Linked DNA regions of Mus musculus: all the other regions are linked to region 1. The links are chromatin contacts, called in public Hi-C maps. All regions are on one chromosome and are shown on one strand. The core of a region is the stretch at or near the end of the contact, and the rest is flanking DNA. Distances in the headings are between cores, read along the strand shown.

Region 1 (3,999 bases), core at 955-3,454:
TGGAGACAAAAAAAAAAAAAGCTGAGTAGTTGCCATGGGTTATAGTGGGTGGTGATGACTAGGGGTAGCACAAAGTGGTTCATATCATCATACATTTGTTCAAATCTATAGACTATAAAACACTGAGAATGAATCCCAGTGTAAACCATGGACTCTGGATAATAATGGTATGTTAATGTAGGTTAATCAGTTGTGGGAAATGTACCACTCTGGTGGAATGTGTGATAACAGAGTAAGCTCTGCTGTGCTAGGGCAGAGATGAAGCAAAATTCTCTACTTTCTGCTCAATTTGGCTCTGAATTTAAAACTTTTCTAAATAACAGTGTTTGTTAATAAGAACTGTGATAAATAGGTCCATTAAAGTTATGAGATGCAGATAAATATAAAATTATATTTCTCCATAATTAAAAAGAAACCCAAGAGTAAATCTGATTTAATTCATACAATCAAAAGAGTAAAATAATATAAATAAATTACAAGTAAATTCAACAATAGTGTAAAAGTTGTACTCTGAAAATGTCAAAACATTGTTGAAAGACGTTTAAAGAGACATAACATACATCAGCAATTAATGTGAAAATGATCATGGGTTTGAGAAAGAAGAAGGTGAATATATGGAAGAGGTTAGAGAGAGAAAAGGCAAGGAGAAAAATGATGTCCTTTGGTTTTAACTAAAGTTTCTAAATAGGCCTAAGCAACAAGGGAAGATTATATGACTACCGCTGGTCATCCAGCAAGAGGTGGAACAGGAGTCCTACCTGGGCTCAGCAGTCATGCTCTCGGTTTAAGAGAAGCCCTATTCCACTAAGAGCAGGGAGGCAACCTCACCAATGAGAAGGGAAAATTGAACTTCCATAGGTTACCAGAAACCAAATTAATTTTCTTAAGCATGATTTTTCATTTGTAGAAACTTGTTTCCTCTGCTTGGAGATACCAAACACTGTGACAGTTAAGAATCAACTGATCTTTGCTTTGTTTTAAAAACATTGAAGAAACAGTTTTATTAATATACAATTCACAGACTCCTGATATGGTTGATCTTGATTCTCAATTGTTGAGACTTGGATTTACCATGCAAAGGCAGACTCCCTTGGATGTGTCTTTGAGAATGTTTCCAGAAAGGCTTTGCTACGTATGGAAGGCCCAGTATGTTGGCAAAGCCATTCCATGTGATGGTCTCTAAAATGGAATAACAAAGAAAAACACCAACATATAATACATCATATGTGCTTCAATTCAATTTTGAGGAACTACCATACTTACCATGCTGCTTTCCCTCATGGATATACATTACCACCCAACCCCCACAAAAGATTCCCTTTTATCTATGCCTCTGCCAACTCTTATTATCTCTTGATTCATCAGTAGATACATAATATGTAATGAAGGTAATGTATACAATGGGATATATTGTCATGAAAAGGAGATCACAGCGTGTGCAACTCAAAGATGACCCTGAAAGATGTGTTACCACGAAAAATAAGTCAGACACAGAAAGACAAATGTGGTATGACTTATAGACTCAATGTCCAGAATGGTGGCTACCAGAGTCTAGATGTTAGGACAACAGTACAATGTCAGCCAGAGGGAGCTAGCTTTCAGTTAGTGATGAGCAAGTTCTGGCAAAACTGAAGCTGAGTGGGATTGGTGACATATTTGTTCATTGATTCATTTGTGATAATCATTATGTACTGTGTATGCATGTCCAATTATTGCCACATTCTACTCTGTGAATATATTCTATGATAATTTGACATTAAATATTTCTAAGTTCTTCAAAAGTTGGAACTAAAGCAAGTCTTCCAGATGGTGTGCTCTCTTTGGAGGCTGTGTATTATTTTCTGTAAATCATCGCTACCTTGAAATACATGCTTTCCAATCAAGGTTAAACTAAGATAATTTGAGTCATTTGTTCGAAAGAGCTTTTTTTAAAATGTTCTATATTTTATGGGTGAAAGGAGACTCTGTCTTAACCCCAAAGCTTGTTTCAAGGAGTCTCTGTGGTTTATCTAAGTTTAGGCTGAGGTAATGGGTGGAACAGAGGAATAGTAAGGCTACAATCTTCCATTAGTGGGAACCCTCACAAAACAGTAAGCCAGATTTGTGAGAGATGAAACAGATGGTGGAGAGAGGACAGCGTGGGAGCAATCCCAAAAGAAAACCACCCTTATTAACAAGCAGACAGCAAGCATTCAAAGACATTTCCTAAAACAGTGAAAACCATGGCAGGAAAGCCCTTCTCCCTCAGCTATAGGAAGCCTGAGAGAACTCAGCCAGAGGATCTGAGTACCTTTCATCCAGTGACTGATGCCACTAGAGCATTGCAGGAGAGTCTTATCACACCCACAATGGGACCAGACTCTGGTTAGGAACAACCTATGCTCACCATTTGGTTATAAGAATTAAAAATGAAGACATTCCAACACCAACACATAGGTGTTGGATGCAATGTCTTGACTGCCCCTGTTTCATATTCCATAGTATAAACAGAACAAGCACATAGATGCCTGGTGTCTGCATAGAATCACACACTATTCTATACTGTCCTGTCTAACGCTCCAAGCACATGGAGGGAGACAGCATTCCTCATGCTTCTTGAAGTGTGGAGAAAGAGATAGTGGAGCAAGAACAGAAATTATCTTGAACTTCTGGATCTTCAAACTCTTGGGCTTCAAATAAGCTCAGCAAAACCCTACATAAGCAACAAAGGGCAACAATTTCTAGAGGAGCCTCAGTATTTTTCTTCTCTCTCCCTATCGCCTCCCACTCCCCTCTAATCGCCTCCTAATGTGTCTTGAGCTCACCCTGTTCCACATTTCCTTCTTGCACAGTGGCCTATCAGGAGGCTGTGGGAGAAAATCAGAATGATGCCCATGCCCAACGTGTTATGAAATGGGAAGGGTAATAGAACCCTTACATGGTGAAGTTGAAGAATCCCCCACTGAATATGGCAATGAGAACAAGGGAAGACAAGTCTCAGGGAGGTAACTTCTCACTAGAAGAACACTTCAGAATGCCTTTACGGTGGTGCTTTAGTTTCCTTTCTCACTGTGATTAACACTCTGACAAAGACATTTGAGGAGTTAATAAGTTTATTTCAGCATACATGTTACATCTCATCATTTGGAGAAGTCAGGGTAAAACCTCAAGCAGAAACTTGAAAAAGGAAAAAACAAAAAGTCCATAAAGAAATGCTGTCTCTGCCTACTTGGCAGACTACAGGCTCTTGCATATATATATATATAAATTTAAACACAATTCCCTCACTCTACCTCTTACCTTTACTCCCTCTAACCTTTCACATGTCATCTCTTTCAAACCTCTCCCATGTCACCTCCATCACTGCCTCTTAAATTAGCATGTTTTTCTTTGATTGTAATTGTTAGACACGCATGTACATATACATGTATAAGTATATACATGCAACTTGCCGAAGCAGTTTAATATGGTTTGTGTGTACTGGTCAGGGCTGACCACTTTGTATTGGATAACAAATTATGGAGCTCAGAAGGTCAGTTATTTGATTTAAATGTCATTAATTCACAGTTGTTATTGATACATTCAGGTGTAAAAAAATCACTGGACTAATAAATGGAGAGTTTTATTACAATTAAGATTATATGCTAGTTGAAGGGGGCCAACATTTGGAGAAATGTCTCTCTCATCCACCCTATAGAACTATATGACTATAGGATATTGCACTATGGCTGGTTCTACAGAGATGTGTGGGCTGATACCAGAGGGTTGGTAAAGGTAGGCACCCATCTATTCAGTACCATGAGAAAACAGGATCCTGTGCCCAAAAGGTGAAAATGGGATGCCAATGCATATGCCCCATGCTAGGATGAAACAGAATTCCACACTCCTGCACAATATTATGTCTGTCAGACAGCTGGACTCAGAGTACAAAAGTCAATTTGTGTTTTATTAGCCAAACAGTGAATAGTAAGAGGGCATGACTGCAAGATTATCACCTGAATGCCATCTACTTTATTTCCT
Region 2 (3,999 bases), core at 884-3,383, 500 kb before region 1:
TGCAGCCGACCTTAGCTCTCCAGAATTGACTAGTTCTTGCAGAGCCTGTGAACCACATACCTGATCTCAGCCCCTCCAGAGTTCCTCTCACCAACATCCAATTACTCTGAGACTCTGCTCACTCACTCTCCCTTCCTTTTGTCTACTCACTGTGTGGGACCACTCCTGTGGGACACCAGCACCCTCCAGTGTCTGTTCCCAATCTTTGAGGCAGGCACACAGACAGCTGTCCCTCACTATCTATGGCATATGTGTATGACAAGGTCAGAAACACAACTTCACTCTCCCTTATGTGACCTCTCCTGCACACCGTCCAGGGCAAACAAACAGAAATTCCATTGTGTGTCCCAGGTGATTTGGGCTCTTGTCTCTTCATTCCACACACAACCCCCTTCTTAAGCTGGGAAGACAGATGCTCCTCTCTGCCCTCCTCCAACCCACCATCATCTTGTAGGTGGTATATTGCAGGGGCTGCCTCCCCAGCCCCCTAACTTGGACCACTTGTCCTCAGCTCTATAAACAAAGTGGTTTTTCTTGAAGGTCAGTCCGTTCCATCAGTGGATTCTGGTTTCACTTAGTGTAGAAACCAAAAACTTTACCCTAGTTTTGGAGGCCAAATGGTCCCAGGCTTTCTTATTCCCATGTCACCCCACTCCCACCCCTCCCTGGCCTGATCAGTTGCAGTCACATTGCTTTTTTTTTTTTTTTTTTTTGCTGAACTATATGTATGGGGGAAACTCTGCAGTTGGGGACACTTCACTTTTATCTGGATTGTCTGCCTCAGCTGCACATTGGCATGTTGCTGTTTGGTTCCCATTCCCGTATGAAGAAGGACTTTCTCTCTATGCTTCATGGAACCCCAGCCCCCCCACCCCATTGCTCCCTCCCACCTTTCCCAGCAGCTCTACTGTTCCCCCGACAGTAGCTCTGCTGTTCTCCCGACAGCAGCTCACATCTGAGATGCTGCATTGTTATCACGGTCTCCTGTATTTGGTGGGTAAGCCCCATGAAGACCTCTACGTGCTGGGTCCCTGAAGAATGCCTGTTCATAGCAGGCATCTGGTAAATATTTGTTGGACAGTTCAATTAATAAACAAGACTAAAATAAGACAGGGGCTGAAGAGGATTACAACTGTTAAAAACCATATTTGACTTTTAATTTTGAAAACAAATTAAATACAGTTAAATAAAAACAGACCAGATGGCGCAGCAGCTTGGGCCCCACCCTCACACCAGCCTTTGCCCATGGTGCTCCTGAACCCCTGGCTTAACTCTTCTGTGGTGGGGCTTTCCATCGAGGGAGCGGGGTTGCAGCCTGGGTTTGGAGGGAAAGTTGTCATCATGGACCCAGTTCTGATTTGCAACAAACTCATTCCCAACAGAGATGAAGGCCGCAGTCCACCAGGGTTATAATTTTAAATAAATACACATGCAGTGAAGGGAGGACATTACATGAAAACAACTGAAGTAGCATCTGCCAAAACGTGAAAAGTAAAAATCCCCATTTTTGTTTTGTTTTGTTTTGTTTTTTTTCAGTTTCCTAAAAAGAGCACTGAGTTTGGCTAAGAAGGCAGCCTTAGCAGCCCGTTTGACCTTGGCATTCACTGACAGTTTCTATGAATGAGCAGTAGGGTGCCCAGACATAAATTCACCCATCGGATAAATTCCCGGTGCCTCTCATTTGATGCCAAGGAGTAAATTTCCAAAACAATATCCAAAGTATAAATGGCTAGGGGGAGATGTCCTACAGGGGGCTGTGGGGTCTGATCCCATCAGGTGGTGTCCTGAAGACTGTGAGAAGTTAAATTCATTTCAACATAGGCAGCTGATGCTATTCTCTGAAAGTTAGATGTGTGGACTGAGTCTCATCCACCCGAGAGTGGATTCGGAATGACTCCCGGGCCTGTCCTATGAGTTTTAATGGAGCGCGGGGGGAGGGGGAACTGGGGGAAGGTGCGGGGTGGGGGGAGCTGTTAGCAGTTAAAAAATAAACGCCTCTTCAGTGGGCTTGCGCCCTTTCCTTTCCCCCACTTGGGAGGAAAATTGTGCTTCCAACTTGTAGGAGCTGGAGTGAGATTACCACCAGAGGGCCCCATGTAGCCAGGACCAGGGGCCTCTCAGATGCTGAACACCCAGGCAGATGGTTCTTTTGGGCGGCTGGGTAGGTGCAACAGCGTGAGCATACTGTTCTGTCCGGGGTGGAGAAGGGGCAGTGGGCACGAGGCGGGTTGGCTTTGCAAGCTTTCCCATTTTGTGTGAGACAGAGTGATTTCTAAAGCAGTATGTGCTCAGGTCGCCCTTCCTCTCAGTGTGTAGACATTTCCTGCTCTTGACCTTGAGCCCATTCTAATGCAGCCCTCACAGAATCGGCTCAGGAAAGGACTGGGATTGCTGGGTCTCACATTTTTTCAGGAAGAGCTCTGCCTCTTTATTATTGTTATCTGCGCCCCGAGATCTGTGATTCTTAGGGGTTTCAGGAAGAGGGCAATTGTCTCCTCAGTCCAAACCCAGCAAGGGGCATTGCAGCCCAGGGGTACTGGAGAGGCAGTGGGGACACTGGGGTGACTTGGTTCTTAATCCAGGTCGATCTATGACCTGTGCTGGCTCTAAGCCCACCACCTTGCCGATTCTGGCGCAGGAGGCTTGAGGGACATGGGAAAGGGCTTTGTTCTCCTACAGCCTGAGGTACAGGGGGAGCTGTAGGAAGGCCCAGGCTCCCCCAATGCAGGGTAGGGTGCCAGGTGGGATCCAAGACAGCCTTATGTCCTGTAAACATGAACCAGAGGAGAGCCAGAGGTATTTCTGATTTGGGAGCAGCTCTGAGGAAGAGCAGGTGTGAAAGAGGAGTGTTGGGGCATCTTCATGCCCCAGGCTGCTCTCTGGTCTTCAGAATGTCCTGGCTGGGCACATGCTGTATAGTCATGCTAGGCCCAAGAGCAGGGAGCCATGGAGAGCCATGCTGCACTCCACAGTAGGGTTTTCTGACCTCCCTCACCCCAGTATCACTCCAAGGCAGGGTCCCCTGCTCACACAGCCCCATCAATGTAGGAAGCTTCCAAGGAGATGTGCCGAGCACAGGCTTGGCTGGCAACCGGAATCCCCAGCTCTCTGGTCTTTTAAGCCCCTGGCCATGTTGCTGTAGAGGACCACAGGTCTGGGATTCTGTGCTTAAATTCTCTGTCTTTTATCCTGACATCAAGCTGGGCTCTCTTGGAAGCCCTCGGAATACATAAGAGTTGTTCCTCTGGAGTCTGCCTCAGAGTGACTATCAGCCATGGGAGAGGATGGCAGGCCAAGATCAGGGTCTGAGAAGGAGGTTCCTGTGTGGGGAAAGTAGGAACAACAGGGGTGTCAGCTTGGGGCAAGGTGGAGCTGGAGCTGCAAGTAGAACAGAATGCTTGATTCCAAGCCCCTAGTGGACGCCATGGTGCCTCCCGGGTTCCCCTTGGAGACATTTTTGAAAAGCAAGTGGTAGCAGTTCTTCTAGTAACATATAAGGGCAAAAGATGGGATGAAGCTTTGGACCAAGGCATTCTAAGATGCACTGGCCAAGGATTTCAGGATTCAGGATGACACCCTGTAGTCCCAGAAACATAATGTCTGCAGATGTACTAAGGCAAAAATTTAATGTAATTGTCTGCTACGAGCCCCTGGATCTGTGATAGGGTCTAGAGTAGCAAATTCTGGAGCAGTGGATACAAGAGGCAAGAGCACAATAGGCCCCATAAAAATATTTTGCTTGGCCAATCATTTAGCATAAATCTCTTGGGTTAATGTGTCACTTTGGGCACGTTGTTTAGCTTTTCTGACAGCACTGTCACCTCTAAAGTGTAGGCAGATACTCTGACCTAATTGAAAGGGATATAAACAATTAAAAAAAAAGATCTATTGCATAGGATTTGTTACATGGCAGAGATTGATTTCAGTGCTCTCCACCTAAGAAAAAGCCAGGAGCAGAGAAATGTCACTAGGCCAAACAGAAATGTGGCACCTTGGCTT
Region 3 (3,999 bases), core at 989-3,488, 370 kb before region 1:
GGACATCAGGGGTATAGCTCAGCTATCATGTTGCATATTTTGGATGGGGTGACCCAGAGGATGGGAGCCAGCCCTAAGAAGGGCAGAGGAGAAAGACAGAAACCACTTAGAACCACTTGGTTCTAGTGTGCTGCCAGCTACCTCAGCCTGCTGTTAGTCAGAGATGCTGGTGGAAAAGCCCGGGCATGTAAGCTTCACCACAGGGCTCATTTCCTAATTACTACAGATGTAAGCCTTAATGTGAAGTTGTAGGTTGTCTCTTGTTGACCTGCTTGATCTCAAATGGATTAACAAAATGGCATGTTTTGAGATTCGATTTGAAAAATTACCTAAGATTCACATGGAAAAAATAAACAAGCATCGATAGCTCAGGAAATCTGAAAACAGATGTGTGGTGGCAGGTGGTGAGGACTGCACTTAGAGTTTAAGGCTGGAAGAAATAGCAGGTGTGGTGTGGGTGACTGGATAGGAAGTCTGATCAATGGCACAGGATGTAAAGTCTCAAAATAGCACCAGATGTATGGGAGAAATTTAGAGCGACATGAAGGAACTCTCTCCACTACCCTTAAATTAGTGAGAAAAGGATGGTTTATTGAGTAAGTGGTGTTGGCATAATAATGCAACTGGCTGAGGAAATTGCTGTTGAAGCTACAACTAGGATATTAATAGACGTCTCAATACACTTTCCAAGTGGATCAACATTTTGAAGGTTAAAATATGAAACCATGTAATTATAAGAAAAATTAAAACATGCATAATTATTTGCAGTCTCCGGATGGGCAGGACTTTCTAAGGATGACATTCAACAAACAAATAAAAGCTAGAAATCATTAATCGTGGCAATTTTAATTATGTAAGAACCGGCAAAAATCCTGCAAAGTAAATCGTACCATAAACAAATCCAAACAACAAAATCGGAGAAGATATTTGGAATTCTGATGGCTGATGAAGGTCAAAGTTTCCCCAGTCTCCCCAAAGAGCCTCATAAATAAAAGAAACACTGAAAGGAAAATAGCCAAGGAAACAAAGAGATAATTCTCAAGAAATGAAGCAGGAACCGCTCTGAAATATGAACAGATGTCAGCCTTTACTGTCAGAAATTAAGGCTCTCTCTTCTTAATATTTTTTGAGTCAGGTCTCCTTATGTAGTCTGGGCTGTCCTGGAACTCCCTATGTAGACAGGCTGGCCCCTAATGCACAGAGATCCTCCTGTTTCTGCCTCCTGAGTGCTGGGATTAAAGGCATGCACCATGCACAGCCTCTTAGTATTTTAACACTGCCTACCCCTCCCTACAAAACTGTCAACAATCTAAATAGGATGCACGTTTCTCTTGGGTTGGTTATGAAGATTCCTCTTGCCCACCTCTCCATTTGTTCACAACCCCAGTATCATGCCCTTTGTTGGGTGTGTTGTATCAGACATATTGGCCATGTTGATGGATCAATTGTTGGCCTCTAATCATTTATGAGTTTGTCATATCTCCTGGCTTCATTGTGTGCTCTTTGCAGCCAGCGGCTTGGATGAGGCATTATCAGGGTATATGTTGGCTCTCTGCAGTAGCTTCTGAGCTAGTTAATGGGTAAGCAGTGGGACCAGCTCAACTGAGTCAAATCCTAGGGACTGGAGCCTGAAGTTCAGTTTCAGCAAGGAGAGACACTCATCTTGATCAGTCTACCTCTTCACTCATCACCTGTTTCACTCATCACTTCCTGTCTGACAATCCACATCGCTGCTTAAACTTCTGAGTGGAAAATTTCTCACCTCTTCAGAGTATAATTGTGATTTTTTTTTTACTGAGTCAATAGTTACATTCTTTAATCTTTTATCAGTTGGCTGCTTTGTGGTCTGGAAACTAGCAGAAAACTGTGAGTCCTGCTTATACAGTCTTCACACACCCAGTGAGAAATCCATGGAACATGACAACAAGGCATGACTATCATTTCCACCTGCTGTCTATTGTGACTCCATCCTACCTGGATGTCACTTTTTCATTATTTACTAGTGGGGTCATATCAAGCACCTTTTTCATTCTTTCCTTCAGAAGTAGCCAGCTTCTGGAGAAGCAATGTTTTCTAGTAGCCAGAAGGACTGGTTCTCTGGAGCTGGTGAGCCACTGTAGGGAAGTTTTTGGCTTGCTTTCCCATCTGGGTGATGAATGAATATGTATCTCATTCTTCAAGTCTCCTAAAGAGACAGGCAGACACACATTGTCAAGAAAGCAGCTTGTGGAGAATGAAGCAAGCTGAAGAGCTTGCACCAAGCATATGGTGCCTCCTCCATTCCTTCTGGCATCAGGCTCTTTGGGTGGCTGGAAGGAGATTGGCACTTAGTTTTGTCATCTGCAGCTCACCCACCTCTGTCTTAAAATGGTCACAGTGCCCACAGGTTGAGAAACAAGCCCAGAGTCTTAAGGGCATTCCTAAGGATCATGGACAGATCTTCCCTGACCTTCCCTTTTCATCGTGGCTCTTCTCACTTGAGCCTGGGAAAATAGGCAGGAAGCATGTACTTCTGCCAGGATTTGTTGTCTTTTCCCTACATACCCTAACTGTTCCTCTTAGCTGTTAGCCAATGCCCTTGCTGAGTTCCTTTACACCATCACTCCCTGTTCTCCAGAAAGACGATGTTAGCCCAGAACTGTCTGGATACATATTCCTGTTGCAAAACAATTCAAAGGCAAAAAGAAGACATCTGTGGCAGGTGCTCTGAGAAGCACCCTTACCTCTGAGAGTGTTCAAAGGGCCTAGGAGACAGACCCACAGAGACCCAGAGGGCTCCTAGAGATCTGTTCTATGGCATCCTACTTTGGCCCATCTGAAGGCAATGACTAACAGAGAACTACAACTTGTGGTTTTGGATTCTTCTCAAATTCGAATTAGACTGTGCAATCTTGAAAAAAAAGTCATCAGTCCCGAGAGCTCATGGGAAAGCAGGAGATTACCTAATTTTGTTTTTTAGTCACTAACAGAAAACTATAGGCAGGGTGAATTACAAAGGAGTTTATTTCTCACAATATTGGGTGCTCAAAATCTAAGATGAAGATGTCAACATCTCTTAAGGGCTTTTTTTTTTTGCTCCTTTATAACATGGTGGAGGACATTGCATGCTGAGACCAAGAAAGTATGATAGCACAAGTCAACCTTCCTTTTCTGATAAACCCATTAATATTATGATTAATATGAAGATAAGACCATCCTGTGTGTCATATCATAACATGGTGGAGGGCAACACATGGTGAAACAGGGAAAGCATGATAGCACAAATCACCCTTCCTTTTCAGATAAATCCATTTAACGTTCATGGCAGTGTTATTGTTATATTTTCATCTAGCCCTAATTGCACCCAAAGGGCACAGCTCCAGCTTCCATGAACATATTAATTTGACGACTATGTTTTCATGACATGGACCTCAGAAATGGGAACATTCAAGCCCCGAAGGTTGTAGCATTTAACTGCAGAAACAACAGAATGCTTTGCATGTCTCATGAGCATGCTGGACCATTAGGTGGTCAGAGATTGGAGTGGGTGAAATCATCATCTTAGAAATCTATGATGTCAAAACTCACAGCAAGTGTGGCACTAGTCATGGATTTGAGTTTACACCTGATATTGTGATAACCATGGGATAGTTTGGAGGATTAAATGAGATAGGGACAGGACTTGGAAAGTATGAAGCTATGATGTATTTGTGATAACTCTCAATAATGACTAATACCTCGAAGGATTACATGGGGGCCACATGAAACATACCTGTGCTTATTATGATAGTGCAATAAGCATTCATTTGCAGAAAAGCTGCCAATAGTAGTATTACTATAGGTGTGAAACCTGGGTTGAATTGACTTCAAATCCCCATCTGTAAAGTAGGACTAGTGCCTTCCATTTCTTCCTTGTACATCTATCTAGTATACATGAATACTTTGGGGGAAATGTGATTTCAGCAATAAGATATTCCCACAGATATACACTCTGCCCTCCTACACCTTTTAAAATAAGAC

Evidence for each region. Hi-C and Micro-C count contacts between places; a contact is called where the count stands out from the background.
Region 2: a Hi-C map of cortical neurons shows a contact between it and region 1, with 1.7 times the contacts expected there. The contact joins two enhancer-like sites. A contact is called at or near these places in 7 of 484 Hi-C or Micro-C datasets (cerebral cortex, cortical neurons, uterus and 1 more) and 1 of 9 other capture datasets (embryonic stem cells).
Region 3: a Hi-C map of cortical neurons shows a contact between it and region 1, with 2.1 times the contacts expected there. The contact joins two enhancer-like sites. A contact is called at or near these places in 7 of 484 Hi-C or Micro-C datasets (cerebral cortex, cortical neurons, forebrain and 1 more).

What each region holds. Positions count from the first base shown.
Region 1 is chr9:26,263,221-26,267,219 of GRCm38.p6, reverse strand. No RefSeq gene overlaps it. Among named protein-coding and RNA genes, the nearest start is that of Gm39312, 230 kb to the right of the region's middle. Within about 2 kb of position 2,204, at least 9 of the 459 cell types and tissues checked have an H3K27ac peak or open chromatin away from gene starts, as enhancers often do. A contact at or near this core is called in cortical neurons and ventral hippocampal neurons, where this site is marked.
Region 2 is chr9:26,758,470-26,762,468 of GRCm38.p6, reverse strand. B3gat1 (beta-1,3-glucuronyltransferase 1 (glucuronosyltransferase P)) reads right to left here. Exons shown (of 7, transcript NM_001310766.1): 7 at 1,119-3,320. Among named protein-coding and RNA genes, the nearest start is that of B3gat1, 27 kb to the right of the region's middle. Within about 2 kb of position 2,133, at least 13 of the 459 cell types and tissues checked have an H3K27ac peak or open chromatin away from gene starts, as enhancers often do. A contact at or near this core is called in cortical neurons, where this site is marked.
Region 3 is chr9:26,633,665-26,637,663 of GRCm38.p6, reverse strand. No RefSeq gene overlaps it. Among named protein-coding and RNA genes, the nearest start is that of Gm30313, 86 kb to the right of the region's middle. Within about 2 kb of position 2,238, at least 6 of the 459 cell types and tissues checked have an H3K27ac peak or open chromatin away from gene starts, as enhancers often do. A contact at or near this core is called in cortical neurons and ventral hippocampal neurons, where this site is marked.